Linked DNA regions of Sus scrofa: all the other regions are linked to region 2. Evidence: chromatin contacts called from public Hi-C data. All regions are on one chromosome and are shown on one strand. The core of a region is the stretch at or near the end of the contact, and the rest is flanking DNA. Distances in the headings are between cores, read along the strand shown. Region 1 holds the start of ANKRD42 (ankyrin repeat domain-containing protein 42). Region 2 holds the start of PCF11 (pre-mRNA cleavage complex 2 protein Pcf11). Region 3 has its middle 19 kb from the start of RAB30. Region 4 has its middle 34 kb from the start of PCF11.

Region 1 (2,700 bases), core at 54-2,553, 36 kb after region 2:
CAGAGACTTGGAGGAGTATGTACAACAAAACTCCAAGAACTAGGATGGGGAAGTTCCCTTGTAGTGCAGCCGGTTAAGGATCTACTGTTGCCCCAACTGTGATGTGGGTTTGATCCCTGGCTGGGGAACTTCCACATGCCATTGGTATGCCCCTCCCACAAAAGGTCTAGTTGGAAACCTAATTTAGGGACTTACTACTTAGTAGCTGTGTATGATCAGGCAATTAACTTTGGTGCATCTATCTGTAGAAATGAACAGTAATACTATCCAGGTAGTTTATGTTAAAGATTAGACAAGAAAACACAAAGCATTTGCCAGACTCAGGAACGCAACAAATGGAAACTATTGTTATAAAAGGCTAAAGAACGGTATTTGCCGTACTTCAAGAAAGGAAAGGCAGGGGTCAAGGGAATTTCCCAAATGTGTTCACAAAACAAAATTTGTCGGAAGGCAGTAAGGATGGGAAAAAACAGGGTGAGAGAAGAATCAAGGTGGGTGATGCTCTTGGAGGGCAGAGAATTCTAATTTCTCTAATTTCAATTGCTAGCGCAAAACCTGACCCATATACTTGCTATAAACATCAATGGAAGAACATACCTTAAGCAACAGGGTTGAAGAAAACAATCTGGGCCAAACTGCTGAAAGTAAACATTTTATAGTGAAAGGAACCTTGGAATCACGACACCTGGTGCGGTCTTTCGACCAATGACCGGTGTTTTATACTGGCTTTACAACTTACCTGCTGTTCAGCCTTAGCAATAATTACTGATACCTTGAATCTCCTCACCTGTAAAATGGAGATTACACCTACCTTACAAAATTAGTGTGAGAATTGGTACCAAGCGATTATCAACGAGCCTGGCAGTAGTAAAACCCAATAATGTTAGCGCTGCAGCTGCTAACTTCTCCTTTAGAGCTGTTTTCCATACTTATGAAATGAAAGGGTAAAGACACATTTTCTCCAATGCTCCAACCAGCACTAGATTTGCGAAGGACGAAAGGCCCCGCCCGGCCAGCGGCACACACACTCAGGTCACCTACGCCGACTGCAGTCCTGAAGCCTCCACCTGCGTCGCCGAGCCATGGCGGGCCCAGCGGATGCCTGGCCATTACACAGATAGGGTCTAGACAGAAGGGGGGTGAAACTGAGTGGAATTTCACCAAACACGAATCCACACCACCATCTCTAGAGGCGAAGCCCCGGAATAAAAAGGGGAGGGAGCTAAAGCGGAGAAAGCGCGAGAGAGCGGGGAGGCCGGAAGTGACGCACGGCCACGAGGAACCGGAAATGACCGCAGCACGCCGGAAATTCATTCGTTTCCAAGGCATCGGCTTCAACACAGCTCCAGCCGGGTAGCTGGAGTCGGGACGCTGGAAAGCGACTGGGAGAAGAGGGTACCCGCCGACGGCGGTCGCCGCCACAGCGAGTCGCGGGGAGTAGCAGCCGAAGACGGCGGCCGCCGCACCAGCCATCGCGTGTGGAGGATAAAAGGCCACCACGGCGACCAGTCCAGGGAAAGGGTTAGTCGTAGAGAAGACAGTGACCACCGCTGCAGGGTCTCGACGGGAAGAGTAAGTGAAGATGTCGGCTTCTCCCGCAATGATTCGAGAAGAGTCAGTGAAGACCTGGGTCACCGCCGCAGTGTCTCTCAGGAGAGAGTCAGGAGAGGTGGTAGCCACCGTCCCAGCAACTCTTGGGAGAGAGTAAGGGGAGACCGCAGCAGCGACGTGAGTTTAAGTGAAGTCGGAAGCCACCCCACTAGTGACTCTGGGGGAACCGTCAGAGAAGACCGCGAACTCTGCCTCAGTGGGACTTGGGAGGTGATCAGGGAGGTCCGGGGCCCCCGAACCAGCGACTCCGGGGAGAGAGGCAGTGACGACCGGAGCCATTGCCTCAGCGGCTCCTGGGACGGCGGGAGTGTGGATGGCGGTCGCAGCCTCAGCAGTTCCTGGGAAGGGGTAAGTGAAGACCGCGGCTACGTGGCCAGCGAATCCTCTGCGCTAAGCGTCCGCGAAGACGCCAACCACCGCCGCTTCTGGGACAGAGAAAGTGAAGACGAAGGTTCCCGCTGCCTGGGCACCTGGGAGGGATCGACGCAGGACGGCGGCCCCGGGCCTACAGACGAAGAGGAAGACAGCCGCTGCTGCAGTGGTTCGTGGGTCACAGCAAGCGAAGACCGCCGCAGCAGTAGAGGCCTGGACTCAACTCCTCCCCGGAGTCCAGGGGATCACACCATGCCTGGGGTGTCCGATTCAGGCCCCTCCACCTCCTCCACGGAAACTGCGACCCCATGTGAGTCAGACAACTTCGCTGGTCCTTGTCTGCCACACACCTTTTCTCACTTCAGCCCCACGGGAGCCTTCGCTCCTTCTGGCCATTCCCTTTCTCACCTGCCACCCCTCATGACCCCTAATTGACCTATTTTTAGTGTCCTAAAGCTGTTCACCTGGCCCGCATTCTAACTCACTTCAGCTGTCCTTACTTTCCATCTGCCCCGCATTCTTGAGACTTCTTTCCCAGCTGACATCAACTCTTGTTAAAATTAATGGACCCTTTTAAGTTCCTGGCATCTCTGCAGCATTTGACTCCGTGGATATTATTATATTATATATTGGACTTACCTAATTTTCTTCCTTTGACTCTATTGACTCTCCCTTATCTGTCTATCTTTCTCTCTATCCATCTATCCATTCATTCAT
Region 2 (2,700 bases), core at 150-2,649:
AAAGACAAGTTCTTCTCCCCAGGCTTTACCTCTCATTCATATGTGGTATCACATTAAGAATAAATGAAAAATAAATGTGAACAAAATCTTGTACACTTTAAATATGTGCAGTTTATCGTATCTCAATTACTTTCAATAAAGCTCCTAAAAACCCAGAAACAAAACAAAAATAAGTGAAAATGTTACTTTTTATGGGAAAATAAAGGAATTACTTCATTTATTTCCTAAGAGCGATTTCTTCTGAGGAACAAAAAAGTATCTCTACTGAGCCTAGTAGCCTAAGAAGGACAATGAAGCACATTTTACGTAATTAATATCTAATTTTTTTAGCCTAAATTTAGTTTACTATCTCAATGAGAAAAATACCTTTTTAGTTTAATGTTTTATGTTGCAGCTTCAAGGCAGAACTATTTGAAAGCTTTGTGTTTTGAGAGCATCATTTCCAAGCTCCAAAAAGGGATTTTAGAAACCTTGGAAAAGATCCCTACAAGTAAAATACGTAATTCTTCCTATTTGACCCAAATTGCATATTCTAAGGGTGTTTCGAGGTGCAGAAGATCGAGAGAGAAGAGTTATCACGCTCCGGGGTGGGTGTGGCTGTTGTGAGCAACCTTTCCTAGAGCTGAGTGGGCTTCCCAAAGATTTCCTGAAAACCCTTATGGAAAAGCCTTACACACACACACACACACACACACACACACGCACCCCTTCTAAATAAAGGCATTTTCCTAGGGGTTCAACTCTAGAAAGCTGGCGGAGGTGTTTTTGTTTGTGGAAGTGGCAAGCAGTGTATTAAAGCTGACTCTAGTGGTCCTTCTCAAGGTTCCGGTTGAAACCGGCGCCTCCCTCCAGGTCTCAATCCCAGGCCGGGTATGTGGGCCGCGGCAGCAGGACCCGCCCAGGCTCTCGGGAGCACCTGAGTCGAAGAGGGGGGGCGGGGCCGGCCAAAAGCCTCCTCCTCGCTCAACCCCCACCCCGCTCAGGGGCCGCCCGGCAGGCGGAAGGGAGGATGATTGACGGAGCAGCTCAGCTGCTAGGACGTTGCAGAGGGAGGGTCGAAGTGGAGCCGCTGAGCTTTCTTGTTAAACTGGTTGGGTTTTGCCTCGGGAACAGCCTCCCTCAGGACTATTGGCCTCCCTGAGTGGGTTGTTATGGTAACAAATGACCGAACAGTCCCTTATGAATCCGCCAATGAGAGGGGCAGTCTTTTCCACCCCACCTCTAAGCCGTAAGTGTTGCGAAAGTCCGGGTAGGATCCCGACAAGAAGGCGGTGCCAGAACGTTCAGCGGAAGGGCTGTGGGCGGGGCTTGTGACGTTTCAGGACTAGCCAATCACGCCCGGCTTTATCAACGGCCCCGCCCTTTTACCGCACATTTCCCCTCCCCTAGCTCATTTCGCACGACGCAGCGGTTGGGAACACAGACATTTTCGGAGCTGGAGCCGCCACTGCCGCCGCCATTTTGTGTCTGTGGAGAAAGAAGCGTCTGTGGCGGCTGGAAGTGGACGGAGACCACCCGTGAGACGGCGGCGTTTCATACCCGAGGTTCCCCCTGTGTCGTCCCCCAACCCCCCTCCGCGGTCAGCATGTGGTGAAGCCGGAGCCGCGAGAGACCAGGGGAGAGGAAGAGGAGTCGGAAGGGAGGCGGGGTATCGAGAGCGGCTTCAGCTTCAGCTGCGGCGGGCCTCGGAGGGGGGCCGCGGCGCAATGTCAGAGCAGACGCCGGCCGAGGCCGGTACTGCGGGGGCCCGGGAGGACGCCTGTCGGGATTATCAGTCATCACTCGAAGACCTGACCTTCAATAGCAAACCGCACATCAATATGCTGACCATTCTAGCCGAGGAGAACCTGCCCTTCGCCAAGGAGATCGTCTCTCTCATCGAGGCCCAAACCGCCAAGGTTTTTATACACCCCGCAGCCTCCTATTCTTCTAATACTCCCTGATTTTAGTGTCAGCCTCATCCCAGGTCTCGCTTCCGTCCAAAGGGGGACAGTGTTCCTCCTCTCCAACCCCCCCCCCCAACTCAGGTTCGGTCTTTGGCCCAGGCTTCGAGCGTGGGCCTCGCTTGAAGGGAGGGAGTGGGGAGGATAAAGGGTGGAGTTCCACTTCCGCTTACCAGCTCCCTATTTAGGCCACCGCACCGTCTGTCCCGAGGCACACGCTTTAAGTAGAGCCGTTTGGGGAGGGGGGAGGCTTAAAAGGCAGTTTGCGATGTGGGAAAGTAAGTGTTAAAACCTTTCTAACCCCCTGGGAAGGTGGGGAGTGGATCTTCCTCCGTGCCCCCCGCCCCCGTACCCTTTTGGGTAATTGTGTCTGTGGGTTGGAAGGAGGTGAAGGGGGACCTGGGAGCGAGCTGTTGGCGGGTGGGAATAGGGCACTGGCCCCGAGTGGAGCAGCCGCCTGTTAGGAGCCCAACATGGCGCCTGAAAAGCACATGATGCGAAAGGGAAGAGAGGAGAATCCATTCCCTGCCAGCCAGGCAGCTGCTCACACCCGTCAGCCCCGTTTTGGGGTGGGGGCGGCTAGGTATAACTAGTATTCTCCTGTCGGAGGGTCTCATTTGCCCCCAAATACGGGAAATTGGGGTTGAGGGTGGGGCGTGGGGGTGGGGGTGGGGAGGAGATCTTACCCAACCTGTAGGTGGAGAACCGGCCCACTGGGTAACAAGTACTTGTAGGTTTTTTTTTGAAAAGTTCAGTC
Region 3 (2,700 bases), core at 189-2,688, 56 kb before region 2:
CTAACAGTTGAGGCCCTACTACGTGTTAGGCAGTTTATACATGCCTATCTTCTATAGGTCACTGAGATAAGTAGATAGGTAGACATCACAAAGGAAGCCCATTTGTCTTGATAACAAAAAAAGGAGAAAAACCCATGCCATAACTCATTGCAATTATTCAGAATATTTGTTTTACATGTTCTTCAGTATGAGAGAACAGACAGCATAGTTCCTGTACACAGTAAGTGGCAGATGTTTGCTGAATGAATAGGGATTTAATTCATGCCCTAGAAAGGGGTTTTCTGGGCCCATGGCCCTTTAAGAATTTTAGAAAATCTATGGACCCATCTAGGATGTCACCTCTCCCATTACACACAGAAAGAAATAGCTAAGTCCCTCTCCCTGTGCTAATCACCTCCACAGTGCATTTGTGCAAAACCCATACTTTTGGAATATATTCAGCCCCTTTGCAGTCTGTTCATGTGCTTGAGTAAGAACTCAGCCCTGGAAACATCTCTGGATATCTAAGCAGCTTAGGCACATAATCCATTAACTTGTGCTTATAGTACTGTATAGTGCTACCATCCTTTATTAGTCCTTTATAGATTTGAGAAAATTACTCCATGCCTCTTGATTATTCATCGCAGTCATGTTCGGTTTTCTTTCTATGAGCAGAAATTGTATCCAGCTTGCTTTTAGGCTGTGCTATAACCAAAAGATCAGCATTATATTTTTCATCTTTTTAAGGTGTTTGAATTAGAGGTTATATAATTTTACAGATGAAGAAATTGAAGTTTGTCCCAAAGGTTATTTTATGTTAGTAACATATCTCTGCTTTCTGGATGGAATGATTTTTTTTTTTAAACATCTCTATTCAGAAACCCACTTAAAACAATTAGGTTGGTATGCTCATCTGAAGTTCTATCTGGGTAGAGAAAAGTGATGAAAAAATTATCCTTGTCTCACAGTTGAGGAGAATGACTTGTAAAACAAACATTCTAAATCCAAAATGGAATTGTAACTACCCCATAAAGTTCTAAGGGTCAAATTGGTTAAATGCCTTGTAAACAATAAAGTTTCTAAACACATCTAGCCATTACCTTTATATAAAATTCTTCAGGGCCCAGTAAACTGTAACCAGAGAAAATATTTGGATGCTTACCTAATCTCCCAATAGTATTGTTCCCTTTTTCATGATAGCAAGACTGCAACTAACCCAGGCCTGTGATGGAAGAAACTCAAGTTGTTTGCTAGTACTATTAAACTAAAACAGAGAGGGAGTTTCTTGATCAAATGGATCAATGTTTTGAGCACTTACTATCTGCCAAGGACTTTTTAACTAACCCAGGAACTTTCTAGATGAAGAGTAATTGAGTTTCCACTGTTCACTCACCCTAGGCTACAGTTAGAGGTAATATTTGAGTGCTTGCCTTAAGCAAAGGCACTGTTCCAAGAGCATTACATTCATCCCATCTGTGTGTTTCTCAATCTTTATAACAACTCCATAAACTGTTGCTAATATTGTCTCACTTATTTATCAATGAGAAAACTGAAATTTAAAGAGGTTAGGCAATTTGCCCAGCAACATTGCAAAGCTGAGACTTTGAACCTTGGCCGATTTGACCCCAAAATCAGTATTTCATTCTAATCCACTACCAAAGCTTCCAGCATTAATTGCCACTAATACTATTGTCACTTATGAAGTAAGTGTAGCCGTCCATGGCGGGAATGGTGGGGAGTCAGTAAGGAGGGATACTAGGGGGTGTTGCTATGCAATTTCTGAAAGAAGTGGTGCCTTTCCCCACAAGTTTCTTGTGATATCAGGTTGGAAGGATAAAAAGATTGAAGGAGGTGGCGCGGTTGACTCTGTCCAGGAAGTGATTACATCTGAGCCACAGGCCCTTTTGCCCGTCAGCTGACTCAGAGCTGGGGGATTGGCCAAAGCCCAGGCAGGTTGATTTCATGGGCGGTGTACTTCAAAGGATCTGATTCCTGGCACTGCTGTGGACATTGTTTTTCAGAAGGCACAGCCTTGTGGGAGAAGGAACAGGATAATCTCCAAGAAGTGTTTGCAGAAGGCCTAGACAGTGATTTCTCTAAATCCAGATATATTATAGCTTGTTCTGGGTTTGGCAGTAAAAACCACAGGGCCAGGCCTGAGCATGGCTGAAAATTGGTATTAAATCTTAAGTATTCTGCAGTAAATAAGCAATTAAGGAATTCCCATCGTGGCTCAGTGGAAACGAATCTTAACTAGCATCCATAAGGACTCGGGTTCAATCCATAGCCTCTCTAAGTGGGTTGAGGATCTGGTGTTGTGGTGGTCTGTGGTGTATGTTGCAGACTCAGCTCGGATCCCATGTGGCTGTGGCTGTGGCGTGGGCCGGTGGCTACAGCACCAATTTGACCCTTAGCCTGAGAACCTCCATGTACCACAGGTGTGCCCCCACCCCAAAAAAAGACAATAAGCAGTTAAAAACATGGGCCCTATAGTAGATGGACCTGGATTCCAATCTTGGTTCCACCACTCAACTGTAGATAAGGCCTGAGTATTCTCATGTGGGATTAAGGTAGTACCTGCTTTATATAATTGCTTGTGAAGATTAAATGAGTATAAAGCATATACCATAGTACCTAAGATGTAGCAAATACCCTGAAATATTAGTCATTATTATTTAGAGAAAAGTGTTAGAATCACAGGGCTTAAACAAAATTAATTAA
Region 4 (2,700 bases), core at 61-2,560, 34 kb before region 2:
CATTGCTCATCTCTAACAGAGGGCTAAACTTATGATGGATGAGATAGACTATCTGGCCATGGTCCCTGTGTAATTAAGAAGCAGAAGGAATATGAGCCTGGTCCTACCTAGTGCCAGCTCCCTGCAGCCTGCCTTGGAAATACCTTAATTGAGAAAAATACCCCATTTTATTCTGAGTATGACTCTGCATGTTTGTGCTCTTTTCCCTCTAGACTGGAAGCTTCTTGAAAGCAAGAGCCATTTATCACTTTATCATCACCTCCTATCACAATGGCTGGTATGTGGTAACTACTCAGTAAAAGTGTGTTGACATCAACAGGTAGATGATTTTTTTTTTTTTAGCAATTGGATATTTATGATATGTAAATGCTAGAACCTGCCATCTTTTCCAAAAGGTAGACTATTTTTTTTTTCTTTTTGTCTTTTTGCCATTTTTGGGGCTGCTCCGGCGGCACATGGGAGGTTCCCAGGCTAGGGGTCTAATTGGAGCTGTAACCACCAGTCTATGCCAGGGTCACAGCAACGCAGGATCCGAGCCACGTCTGCAACCTACACCAGAGCTGACGGCAACGCCGGATCGTTAACCCACTGAGCAAGGCCAGGGACCGAACCCGCAACCTCATGGTTCCTAATCGGATTCGTTAACTACTGCGCCACGATGGGAAGTCCCAACTATTTTGAATTCTGTCTTCATTATACCAAGCAATTTAAAAAGGGGGGAAATAGGATTGTAATGGTAACACTGTAGCCGCAGAATTCATTGCAAGCTGTTTTCTTTGATGTTTGGTTTTCCAGTGCATAAGAGAATAGTTTAAATAAAAAGTTCTAAAAACATGTGCCTCTCCACAGAGCTGAGAAGATAAAGCTTGAGAGTGACCCTGTGGATTATCGTGTGAAACATTTCACTGGATGCCTCTTGTTTCAAGCTCCATTTGGACTGCTCTGAGCATGAGTTGCTGGCTTCAAGCCTATTTGTGCCTGGAGGATATCTGCCCCATGTCAGAGGATTTCTGGCCCTATTACCTGCCTCTGAGATGTGCAAACACTATGCTCACTGCAATGCTTCCAGCCTTTGGAAAATTGTGGTATTTAGACTTTCCAGAGTATTCAGCAACTCCTAAAAGGCATTTGTTCAAAGCCAAACTAAAAGTTACTAGAAATTTTCCAAAATAGTGCTTCAAGCAATGCTTTGTTTACTGAATCTATAAAAAAGGTTTCTTAGAGAAATCTTTTATTGGTCTCAATTTCCCAGCTTCTCTGGTGGTATGAGTCAACCAGTTTCAAACAAGGGTTGAGGGGACAGGATGTGGTTTGGGCCTATCAACTGAAACTTAGGCTTGTTAACTTGGAATCTCAGAGAATTCTTTTCTTGGCATCACCTGGGCAAAGCAGATAAGTAATGAAAATAGCAGTCTGAAAGCAGGCTGACCAGAGTTTGAAACTAGGTTCTGTCAACAACTGGTCATGTGAGGTTGGGTAAATTACCTAACTTCTTTGAGGTTCTTTGTCCTCATTTTGCAATGTTGTGGTAACAATTTGATAGATCATCATCAACACACTTCCAGGCATGCAGTAGGTGCTCCGTAAGTCTTGTTGAGTAAAATAAATTGAATAACATACTTAAGATGACAGGCATATAGAGGAGTTTGATAAATATTAATTTCCTCCCTACTCTCTGCCCTTCTCACTTTCATTTCAGGCTATATGTCGCCCTTATTTTTCCCCTTCAAGTTTACTCCCAAGGGTCACCAAAGACTTTTTTTTTTTTTTTTTTTTGTCTTTTTAGGACTGTACCAGCGGCTTATGGAGGTTCCCAGGCTAGGGGTCAAATCTGAGCTGTAGCTGCTGGCTTGCACCACATCCATAGCAACATGGGATCTGAGCAGCATCTGCAAACTACACCATAGCTCACAGCAATACTGGATCCTTAGCCCATTGAGCAAAGTCAGGGATCAAACCTGCGTCCTCATGGATGCTAGTCAGATTTGTTTCTGCTGAGCCACCTGGGAACTCCCACCAAAGACTATTTTTAACTAGAGAAAAGTAATTAAGGAAAAAAAGGAGCATGCAGTGGAAATGTATTCACTTTAACTTCCAAGAATAAATCTGGCTAATGCTGTTGATCAGAGAAAAAAAAAAAAAAAGATTTTTGGCTACATCTGTGGCATGCGGAAGTTCCTGGGCGAGGGATCAAACCTGAGCCACAGTAGCAACCCAAGCCACTGCAGTGACAATGCCAGATCCTTAGCCTGCTGGGCAACAAGAGAACTCTGAGAATTGTTAATTTTAGTTTTAAACACTGTTCATAGTTGCAAAATGAATTAGTCACTTATTTTCCTTGTCAGCTTGGGCAATTAACCAGTCTGATCCTCAATATGCTTATCTGTGAGATATGGCTAATAAGAGTATACACCTCATGATTTTTGTAAGGATTGAATTAAATAATCACTCTGCTTACAATGGTGCCTGGTCTAGGGCTCACTTTCAACAAATTGTAGCTACTATCATCATCATCTCACTTAATATAACCTCACAAGGCAGGTACCACTACCGCCTCTATCTTACAGACAAGGAAACAGAATCTTAGATGATATTTAAGCTAAATGTTTAGCTTATCACCTGGAAAATATTAAAAGCTTAAAGTATGTGAGCTTAAAAAAAAATGAGGCATTCTCTTGTGGAACAGTGGGTTAAGGATCT

What was found. A called contact is a pair of places that touch in the nucleus more often than the background predicts.
Region 1: a Hi-C map of fetal skeletal muscle shows a contact between it and region 2, with 1.7 times the contacts expected there. The contact joins the promoter of ANKRD42 here to the promoter of PCF11 in region 2. A contact is called at or near these places in 13 of 47 Hi-C or Micro-C datasets (alveolar macrophages, blood, brain and 9 more) and 2 of 2 datasets of contacts at active chromatin or transcription factors (alveolar macrophages and skeletal muscle).
Region 3: a contact with region 2 is called in a Hi-C map of liver, with 2.8 times the contacts expected there. The contact joins the enhancer-like site here to the promoter of PCF11 in region 2. A contact is called at or near these places in 10 of 47 Hi-C or Micro-C datasets (adipocytes, alveolar macrophages, blood and 4 more) and 2 of 2 datasets of contacts at active chromatin or transcription factors (alveolar macrophages and skeletal muscle).
Region 4: a contact with region 2 is called in a Hi-C map of liver, with 7 times the contacts expected there. The contact joins the enhancer-like site here to the promoter of PCF11 in region 2. A contact is called at or near these places in 1 of 5 promoter capture datasets (liver), 5 of 47 Hi-C or Micro-C datasets (adipocytes, fibroblasts and liver) and 1 of 2 datasets of contacts at active chromatin or transcription factors (alveolar macrophages).

Annotation. Positions count from the first base shown.
Region 1 is chr9:17,332,747-17,335,446 of Sscrofa11.1, forward strand. ANKRD42 (ankyrin repeat domain-containing protein 42) reads left to right here and starts at 1,304. Exons shown (of 12, transcript XM_021062582.1): 1 at 1,304-2,293. The coding sequence starts at 2,236.
Region 2 is chr9:17,296,470-17,299,169 of Sscrofa11.1, forward strand. PCF11 (pre-mRNA cleavage complex 2 protein Pcf11) reads left to right here and starts at 1,400. Exons shown (of 16, transcript XM_021062577.1): 1 at 1,400-1,898. The coding sequence starts at 1,707.
Region 3 is chr9:17,240,058-17,242,757 of Sscrofa11.1, forward strand. No RefSeq gene overlaps it. Among named protein-coding and RNA genes, the nearest start is that of RAB30, 19 kb to the left of the region's middle. Within about 2 kb of position 1,439, at least 13 of the 83 cell types and tissues checked have an H3K27ac peak or open chromatin away from gene starts, as enhancers often do. A contact at or near this core is called in fetal liver and liver, where this site is marked.
Region 4 is chr9:17,262,686-17,265,385 of Sscrofa11.1, forward strand. No RefSeq gene overlaps it. Among named protein-coding and RNA genes, the nearest start is that of PCF11, 34 kb to the right of the region's middle. Within about 2 kb of position 1,311, at least 6 of the 83 cell types and tissues checked have an H3K27ac peak or open chromatin away from gene starts, as enhancers often do. A contact at or near this core is called in alveolar macrophages and liver, where this site is marked.